2 separate regions of the Mus musculus genome follow, and region 2 is linked to region 1. A link is a contact called in public promoter capture Hi-C data. All regions are on one chromosome and are shown on one strand. Each heading gives the region's core, a stretch centred on a gene start, on an enhancer-like site or on the middle of the called end of the contact. The rest is flanking DNA. Distances are from core to core; before and after follow the strand shown.

Evidence for each region. Promoter capture Hi-C pulls out the DNA fragments that hold promoters and counts their contacts.
Region 2: a contact with region 1 is called in a promoter capture Hi-C map of the C10 cell line, with 5 times the contacts expected there. The contact joins the promoter of Arhgap42 here to the promoter of Dync2h1 in region 1. A contact is called at or near these places in 2 of 39 promoter capture datasets (the C10 cell line and cranial neural crest).

Annotation. Positions count from the first base shown.
Region 1 is chr9:7,174,374-7,179,310 of GRCm38.p6, forward strand. Dync2h1 (dynein cytoplasmic 2 heavy chain 1) reads right to left here and starts at 2,685. Exons shown (of 89, transcript NM_029851.3): 1 at 2,390-2,685; 2 at 869-1,039; 3 at 367-502. The coding sequence starts at 2,584. It also overlaps a transcript of Dcun1d5 not described here.
Region 2 is chr9:9,235,346-9,240,839 of GRCm38.p6, forward strand. It overlaps Arhgap42 (Rho GTPase activating protein 42), which reads right to left and starts at 3,682. Exons shown (of 24, transcript NM_001372563.1): 1 at 3,281-3,682. The coding sequence starts at 3,434. It overlaps Gm16833 (predicted gene, 16833), which reads left to right and starts at 943. Exons shown (of 4, transcript NR_045754.1): 1 at 943-1,106; 2 at 1,280-1,366.

The DNA of each region.
Region 1 (4,937 bases), core at 1,435-3,934:
CTTTGGTTCATTAAGAAGTCATGATAGGAACTAGAACAGGGCAGGAGCTGAAGCAGAGGCCATGGAGGAGTGTTGCTTTACTGGCCTACTCCTCATGGCTGTTCAACCTGCTTCCTTAAAGAACCCAAGACCTCAGGGATGGCACCATCAATGATGGGCTGGGACCTTCCCCTCCCCCATCATTTACTAATTAAAATGGCTTGCCTAAAGCCTAATCTTATGGAGGCATTTTCTCAATTGAGGGTCCCTCCTCTTGAATTGATTACATTATAAAATTATTTTGAGAACCACAAATATGGATCCAACACACACACACACACACAGACACTGGGCTCTGGAAATAAACTACCATCTATTGCCATATACCTCTAGTATCGTCTTCCTTAAGTTTCAGCTTGGGTAAGTTAGTATCTGATTTTCGTAGGACTATACCCAATCCAGCTTCTAGTTCACTCAAAAGATTCTGAAGTTTAGGATCAAAGTTTCTGCTCCATTCCTGGTCCTAAATAAAAGACAGACAAGAGCAGCCATTGGTCCAAGCACTGCCAGTCAAGCTTGCTTTAAAAGCAGTCTAGAAACTAAGTCCACACATCTCTACTTCATTGAAAGTCTGCTTCAACTTTCATTTCAACAGTTAAAATTTTCTAAAAGTTATTTAGTACAGCTATTTAAGTTGATATAAGTTGTATTTCGTAACTTTATCCATTATTCAACAAAGCTTAAAGTAACAGAAGTTTGACACAATCATCAACACCATAAATTTTTTCAATAAATGAACTAAAATGGATTAAAGAGTAAATACAATAATACGTATATCTGTTTCCTTATCGACCAAATACCCATATAAATCCACAAGCACCGCACCCACCTTCAGCAACATGGGTGCAAACACCTGTCGTACTGCTTGGTAAAGGGAGTTGATAGGTGATTCCAGCATAGAAGAAACCAGAATGTTGTTATGCAGATTGCCATCTGTAATTACTTCTGGTCGGAGCTTGAAAAACACCAGCACTTTGTCTTTTGCGTCATCAAAATCAATCTAAAGTGATAAACAAAAGATGCTATGTCTTCTTCATAAAACTAAGAATTTGAAAGAAAGAGATGTTATATTTGACATGCTGTCGAATCACTACCTGCTTGGATGAAAATAGTTAAAGGCAATATATTCAAACCATCCACTTCTGATTCTCAGTGACTGCCTGGCTAAAAACTAATTCCTGCTTAATATATGATTATCATAAAGCTACACTAGTAAATATTTGTGGGCATAAAACCCTATGTATTGCTGACACTCCCAGCTAACTTTCCTACTGAATCCGACTCAGTAATCCTGCAGATTAAGACTGAAGCCCCCTCATACATGTGTACTTCCCTACTGCCCCAAAGTGTGTATGCATGTATAGACATACATACATACATACATACATACCTTGTCACCTACAGGGGGGCATTTTAAATTTTTTAAAGGTGCCTTTAAATTTGCACATGCATTTAAAACTGCCAAAATGAATGAGTCTATCTCCTAAGATTATCTTTACTGTAGCCAAAATTGTAGAGTTTGAACATCAACTTAGTATTAGAAATGGTACACAAGCTGGGTTTGCTGTGCATGGCTGTTTTCTCAGCACTGGGGAGGATCAGACCAAAGGATGACATGGTCAATAACAATCTGGACTAGGAAGCTAGACTGTATCAAACGTAAATAAATAACCAAAAGGTGAAATAAACTGACTTCACGGGAATGTACTAAATCAATACTAAAGATGTCAATTTATAGTAATCAATTTATTAACCAAAAAGTATAACGCTCAACAGATTTTTTTCCTTTTTCCTTTTTCCAGAAAGCCAATAAATTAAAGACTTATAAACCTTACTCTCTTTAGAGACGTTTTATGGCACTTTTATCCTAATTTTTAAAATAATTTGTCACAGGAAAGAGGCAGACATTTTACTGTAAAATTGTCATCTTTGACGAGGATGAAAATTATGTGAAATTCAAGGACTAGCGTTTATCAAGTTTGAAAACATAAGTACACTCAGTTATGTAACATATTAGTTGTGTTCACACTACACTGGCCACGCTCCAGTTCAAAGGAAGCTGAGAATACAGATGTCTTAAACAGTTATGCAGTCAAATTGCTAAAGGCTCAGAATTGGGAGGCCAGCCTGGAAGAACCAGGCTGTCTGAAAAGAAAGAGCTGAGGTGCCTACGGCTCGTTCCTATTTGGATGTGTGGACAGGGAAACTCCTACTATACGAAGGCAGGAACAACTTGAGCCCCAGGGCTCCTGGGCAAGGCTTGCCTAGCATGAGGACCTGGGACCTGAGGGAAGGGAGCCGAGGCCCGACCTGGGCACGAGGGACAGGGGAGGCCGCGCCATCGCCTTACCGTGTTGGAAAAGGCCAGCCCAGCTTCGGACCGCTGCACCCGAAGTAGCATCTGGTTCCCGTCGTCCAAGAAGTTGTTCACCTCCGGGCAGTTGCTCAACGGAGGCTGATCCCAGAGCTCCGGTCTCAGCCCGAAGTAATTCTGGGTGGTCGTAAAAAGAAAGAGTTTGCGGACATCTCCGAGGCTTCCCGCCATGGCCGCGGAGACAGAAAGGGACCTGGAGAGGTTCAGTGCCTTCACCACTACACTCAGCAGTTGCCAAGCTCCGTCGCTATGGCGACCGCTTCACGCCTACTGAGCGCGCACCGGAAGTAGGACATCTGAGGCCTGCAAGGTAGGCTGAGGATTCCTGCACTCATCGATTGGATGTGCTGCGAGCTCCTTCTATCCCTACATCTTCCATTCTGATGCTGAGCTCTCCTGTTTCCACTTCTCGTGCAAACCACAATCAAGTATCAGGGTCGACATCTGTGAAATGGGGAGTTAGGAGTTTACAACAAAGTTGCAGTAAGCCTTTAAAAGAGATTATTACTATTTAAAAATCACCATTTATCCAAGCATGATGGTCTACGACGGTAGCCAGAGTATCCAGGATGCTGAAACATTAGAATCCTGAGAGTTAGAGGGCAGCCTTGGGTACATAAGGACACCCAGTGTCACAGTCAGTGGAGCTGGAGAGGTACATCAGCGATTAAGAGCACTTTTTGCTCTTTTTAGTTCCCCGCATACATGAGGTGTCTAAGCTTTCCTATCCCCACTTAGGGGAGGGGATGACGCTCCGCCCTCTTCTGAACTTTGCCCATACATACAAGCAGGCAAAACACATACACATAAAATAAATACATATAAAGTAAATAAATCAAAACAAGGAAGCAAACAACTTGTTAGAAAGTTCTGTATTTCTTTATTCTTTCAAGCTATCTGCTCCTTCCAGGGTCGCTTAACTTACTACCGTTGGGTTTGTCTTTGTTGGTTTTAGTAATTTTAGTAAAACTTTAAGTCATATGTTACTATTTGTCAGGTGTTTCTAGGTTCTTGGTCTTTTATCCAAAGAAGTTAAAATAAGGATGCCCAAAGAAAGGTCCACAAAGCAGCCAAGTAAGAGACTGATAACACTGTTAAGACTGCCGATTGGGCCACAACTCTGATCACACACAGAGATCGTTCTTTAGGGCTTCTCTGTATGGGGTTTAGTAGAAGAACTTTGTTTATTAAGGTTCATGTTTTGGCTTCATTTCTATTTTTGATTAATATATTCAGGCATCGTTATTTTCCAAGGCATGTCCCTTCCCACAAGGCATCAAATTCTAATCATATGCATGCCCAATGGCATAGGCATAGGAATGTAAATAGGAGATTGTTCCTAGACATTAACAGAGCATACCAAAGCCAGTTCAGGCTAGTTAGGCCCTCTATTCTTTGTACCTGGATATATTGGGAGTCTATTTGAATGGAAACTGCCTGTATGATATTTTAGAAGTGCACAAGTTTACCTTTATCCAGAGAGCAGTGTATGTGTAGCCAGATGCAGGATTGAGGTTGCTAGAAGCATTATAGACTGGGGAGTGTGCATGCAGGTAAAGGAGATGAGCTGTCAAGTTTGTTATTGGGGGGATAAGGGATGAAGATTTATAATGCAATCCAAATGCAGGGATGCTAAACTATTACTTGTGGTTGTCTGCCACAATTACCCTACCACAGTAATGTTTTAATGACTTATTTATAATATTTCATGTGCATTGGTATTTTGCCAGATCCCCTAAAACTGTAATTATGGACATGTGTGAGATGTCATGTGGGTGCTGGGAATCGAATCTGGGTTGTCTGGAAAAGCAGCCAGTGGTCTTAACTGCTGAGTCATCTCTCCAGCCTCTGCAAATTTCTAAATAGCCAAAATAAACAAAATGATGGATTAGTTTAATACTAACTAGAGACACTGAGAAAAATCACAGATGAGGACAAGAGGCTTCATCATTTGCCTCATTGGAAACTACTAAACTGATCGTTACTCCCAAAATCCATCAGACTCAACTCCGTCTCTTGCAATCACTTCCCGCTGAGTGCGCACCCAAAGTAGGATTTCTGGAGCCTGCAGGCTGATTTCTGCACTCATGGATTGGACGTGCTGAGAGCACTTCTATCCGTGCATCTTTCCTTCTGATGCTCAACTCTAGTTTTTTCACTGCACACAATCAAGTATCAGGTTTAGCCTTTCATCTGTACGCACTGATTTAAACTGCCATTCTAAAATATATTTTTTTTAAATTAGTTTGGGGCTTTTTGTTGTTTTGGATTTTGTGTATGTCGTTTTGTTTTTAAATTTGCACTCAATAACCAGTGTCTCCTAAACTACGGTCTTTCAGAATTGGAAAAACAGCCCTTCTGTCTCTGTGAACCTTAAGATCTGAGAGTAGGAAAAGAGGAAGTTCAACTGTTCTCAATTACAAAAGTAAATAAATGAAAATGCTCAAAAGGAATCAAGGAAATGTGAGATGGGGTTCCAGCCATTGAATGGGCAGGCCACTAGGTACAGGATGATCCTAAGACT
Region 2 (5,494 bases), core at 2,432-4,931, 2.1 Mb after region 1:
AGAGTGGACACAAAAATGTGTAATAACACAGGTATTTTATACATATTTAAAATACAATCACATGAGCCTGTCAGACCAACAGCTATGGAAACTGAAGGCAAGAAGATCAATCAAGCTGAGGCATTCAAACCTATCCTGGGCAACATATTGAGATCTCATGGGGGGGCGGGGGGGATGGCTGCTTTTCCAGAGCACCTGAGTTTGATTCCTACCACCCACATGGTGACTCACAACTGTCTAAAACTTCAGTCCCAGAGGACATGACACCTTCTTCTGACCTCTGAAGGCATGGAGAGTACATATGATATACACATCTACAGAGGCAAACATTCCTACACATAAAATACAATTTTAAACTCAGTATGGTAGTACAATCCTGTGATCCCAGAACTGGAGAACTTGTAACAGATGCATTTTAAATCAAGGCCTATCTGAGTTACATCGTGACACATTGTCTCAAAGTACAAAGAAACAACATCAACAACCACAAAAAGCCCACAGAATAAAACTTTCTAGTTGAATATATGAGCAATCTTACAATCAACTAAAGAAACTTGGGTCAAGAAGCATGTGTGTAATCTTATTGAAACAGGCGTGCTATACATAAAAACCAAAACAACAACAAAAAAAGTATGTACAATTATTATAGTGCCGTGAGACAATAATACCAGGACTCCAGAGGTAGAAACAGCAAGATAGAGAGCTCAGAGCCAGCCTAGGCTACATAAGGATCTGCCACAAACAAACAAACAAACAAACACAATGCATAGAGAAAAAGTTACTATATAATTGAGAATAGAAACCAGACACTGATATCATTAGTTAAACAGGGTTATATTAGAAAATCATTAGTGAAACAATGTTTAGTTAAAATGCTGAAATGGACCATAGGCTTAACAATTAAACTAGTTGAAAACCCCCTCAGAAAGGTGAGGAAAAGTCAGAAGGGCAACTGGAGGATCAGGGCTCCCTCAGTGAGACTGGGAAAGCACTAAGACAACTTCAGAACCTTCAAACAAGGTAGTGGGATCCCAGCAGCTTAAGAGGGAGGGTGTCTAGCAGCAGTGGCCTGGCCTGAAGGATCCTCCATACGGAAGACTGTATTGGTGAGCAACAGGCAGTACTCTACTGTGACCTCAAGGACTGTTTGCTTCCCCATTTGATAGCTGATACTGGGGGGTGTGTGTGTGTGTGTGTGTGTGTGTGTGTGTGTGTGTGTGTTGGCTTGCCTGTGATCATCTGAAGTGTCTTGGGAATTTCTTCTCTCCTTCCACCACAGGTTCCGGAGTGTGAACTCAAGTGGTCAGGCTTGCATGGCATGCATGGTTACCCACCGAGCCAACTCACAAGTTCTGGGAATTCTTTGGTAAGAAATAAAACATTTCTTTCATAATGAAAGAAGTAATAAGTGCGTGTTAGTTACAAGAATGCACTGTCATGCCGGGCGTGGTGGTGCACGCCTTTAGTCCCAGCACTTGGGAGGCAGAGGCAGGCGGATTTCTGAGTTCGAGGCCAGCCTGGTCTACAAAGTGAGTTCCAGGACAGCCAGGGCTACTCAGAGAAACCCTGTCTCAAAAACCCAAAAAAAAAAAAAAAAAAAAAAAAGAATGCACTGTCATCACACAGCATTCTGGAAAGATAACAGGTTTATACATTTAAGGGCATACGGCTGGTTTCATGAGGCAGGGTCTCAATATGTCCAGCCTAGTCAGGGCCAGCCTACAGGCTGCATTTGTCTCAGGGTAGCTGTGGATGCAGAACAGTAGATCTTCAAATAACAATATCAGAAGGTTGGGCATTCCTGTTATTCTCTAGGTCTTGATACACTCACCACTTCCTCTGGTGTGCATGACAGAACAGCTCTAACAGGGCTGAGAAACACATTGCCTTTATAAAGCTAAGCTGAAGAATCCCAGGGAAGTGTGCAACAGCACCAGTGAAAAAACACACGTGTCAGGAAGTATTTCCAACGTGCGAAACACCAAATGCAGAGCACCTGAGATCCCAAGTGTAGTCAGCCTGCCTAGCATAACACACCAGGAATGGTTTAGCCTCTATGAGGAGGCATCCCTGGCGAGGAGGGTTCCCTAGTAACAACTCAAGGAACTGCAAAGAAGCATTGCACATTGTCACAAACCACAGTAAATAATCATTATCATAGTAGTCTCAAATCCCAATTAATTGACAATGGGCATTCCATCTGTGCAATTACAGCAACCCTGAACATGTCCTGGGGACTACCAGATCACCCAGAGGCCTCTCCATCCTGTAAGCGCCCTCATAAGAGGCCAGAGTCCGAAGCACTTCTCTTTTCAGAAGCTGAAGCCTTCCCAATTTTCCATGTAAGACACAAGTGGATTCTGGGAAAGGCAATGGTTAACGTTTAGCGTGTACTAAGTAATCCACTTGGTTCTCAGTATGAGAAAGCTTGAGTTGTAATAATGGAAGGGGAAGTTCTAAAGGAGAAACGAGTAAAGAATATCCTGAAGGGAGAAGTGTGGGAAAGATACTGACATCTACCAGGTCTGACTGAATGTAGACCTGAGCTCTCACCAATGACCAACACTGCACACCACACGATGCAAGCCAAAATTTAATACGAACAGAACACTCACAAGGGCTTTAAAATACACGGGTACCCTATTGGGTCCAAACAGCTTACCAATGGCCAAACTGCAGACGTGTATTTTTAAAAGGTCAAATCAATGACGAGTCATTGTTGTATGAAATTACTTTTCCTAAAGTATTATTAAATTCACTAGCTTCACTTTAACTCTCCAGACTCCCTTGTTTCCACTCTTCCCAGAGAGTTTGGCTTGCTTTGATTTGTTGTTGTTGTTGTTTGGTTTGTTTGTTTTGTTTATGAGACAGGGTCTCACTCTGTTGCCCTGACTGGCGTGGCTCTCTCCACCACCTTAAAACGAAAAATCAAAACAATTTAAAACAACAACAACAAAACCAACCCCCCACCAAAAACAACAACAACAACAACCAGGCACCGAAACTTTAGCAACAACAAACAAAAGTGAAAGTCTCTACCAACTTTTCACTGACAAGTCTCAAAAGTTGACTCTCAAGGGCTGTAGGGGAAACTTTTCCTCCCCAGTGTTGCCTGGGAAGTAAATCCGCACCACTAAGAACAGACTTTGTTGGCCACCAGCAGGGGAGCTCTTCAGCTTTTGTCCCCAATCCATTCAAACAAAAGAAGTTCGGTCTGGGGCTTCCCAACCAGGGTCCCGCACCCCATGGGGTCTTGCACACTTGGGGGCCCGTCACTCACTTCTCAGCGCCCCGATGAGCAGAGAGCCATCCTTCAGCAGCTCTTTGATGAACTTGTTGGTTCTCTCCAGCTCGATCTCGTGACACTGCAATCGCTCCCTAAAATCCGGGCTGTCCAAATACGAATCGCTGAACTCCAGAGTGGGCAGCCCCATGGCCCAGGCGCGGCGGCCGCTAGCTGCGGCGGGTGCGGGGACACTGCGAACGCGGGGGAGCGCTGGGGAGAGCGGAGGACTGGGCCCCGCGCGCCGGGCTCAGTGCAGCTGCCCCGAGGCCGGGCGGAGGCTCCGGGCGCTGTCACCGGCTCGCATCGTCGCTCGCTCGCACCGTGGGGGTGGCGAGGCTACAAGCTGTAGCGCAGAGGAGTCTTCTGACAGCGTCACTCGCTGACCCTGGGGACAGTGGCGCGCGCTTAGCTGGCGGCGCCTCACGGCGACTCGGGCCCGTAGGGAAACCCGCCCCCTGTGCGGAGCGCACGCGGGCCGGCCTGCAGCTCCCGGGCAGACCCTCCTCCACCCTCCCCGCCCCTCGCTGTCCCCGCCCGGTCCCCGCCCGGTCCCTGCGGTGCGCACTTTGCTCCCCGCACCCAGCACTGCTGTGTTGTAGCCTCACCCGATTCCTACCCGTCCCCGTCTGGGCCCACTGAGAGCGCCAGGCCCTGTGCGCCCCAAACCATCTCCAACCCCCAGCGTCCCCCTCAGGAACAGTCTGACTCCCACGTTAACCCCTGCGGGAACTACCACTTCCCAGCCGGTTCAAGTTTCACTTCAGGGTCCTGCCCATAAGTCCAAAATAGAAAGGATGTCCCGCCTGACTCCCAACCCCGCTGCATTGACCCATCAGTGAGGTGTGTTGGGTGTTATCCCTCAGTCTGTAAGAAAGGGGAATTGATTTTATTAACTCATTTCACATGTTATATACCCCTGTTTTAGTGTCTCTAATTGACACCTGGGTGGGTGGACCTACAAGTTCAGAGACTTTCATCGACTTGACCTGATCAAGCATTTCAAAGGAATCATTAATTCCTTTGGTGGTGGTGGTAGGTAATACCTGCATTCAACTGGCTGAAGCAGGAGAATTGCCAAGAGTTCAAGGCCAACATGGACTACACAGAGAAACACTGTCTCTGAGATGAATATATATATATGAATTCCTGCAAAGAGTCAATTAGCAGAGGTTGACCTAATAAATGTGCGTTCTGTTGAAACCCTGACAACAAAATAACCTACTATTTTATGTCATCCTGCACTCACCTGTAGCTTTTTTGAGAACTCCGTTACTTTTCTTAAGGATCTGTTTTTAATTTCTACATTTCCACTGCTTTGTATATTTGAACCATCTGTTTTTAAAAAAGAAAGGAAGGAAGGAAAAAAGAAACTTGTACAAATCATGGGAAAATCCACTGAAGTGCTTTACATTTTTTCCCAATTAAATTTCAGGAACCTTTAGCTGCAATTTTTTTCAGCCATACAATAACATTAAAAGTAGCATGTAAACAGCCAGGAATGGTGGTGCATGCCTTTAATCCCAGCACTCGGAAGGCAGAGGCAGGTGGATTTCTGAGTTCGAGGCCAGCCTGGTCTACAGAGTGAGTTCCAGGACAGCCAGGGCTACCCAGAAAAACCCTGTCTCGAAAAACCAAACAAACAAAACAACAAAACAAAACAAAAAGCAAAAATAGCATGTAAACTTTAAAACAGACAAAACCATGTAAACAGTATGCTTGATGACTTTTTTTAAATTCTCATTTTAAAAGCTTACATCCATATTTTTAGTACGAGTCTGCACACTTTAGAAATGTGTGATGACAGTTCTATACATTTTCTTTTTGTGATATTTATTTCTAGGGATGGGAACACACATCTGAACAGTGGAAGTCAAGGGACACTCGGCTGTAACTGGTTCCTTCCACAAGGGATAAACCAGGGATTGAACTCAGATTCTCTGGCCTAGCAGCAATCACTTTTGTCAGCTGAGCCGTCTTGCCAGCCCTCATCTTAGCTATTTTAATTTCTGAGTGTGGAGCTTGTCTGTCAGTTTCATAGATGCCTCATTTGGAAGTACAAGGGAAGGCAATAATACTGTTCATCAACTATGAAGGGGCTATAGTGAGCTAGTTGTCTTTCAAGTACTGTGATTTAACCATTTGTCACACAAACTGAAGGACAGAAAACCAGCAATGGTTAACAAATGGTATACTCACAACTTTTTTATG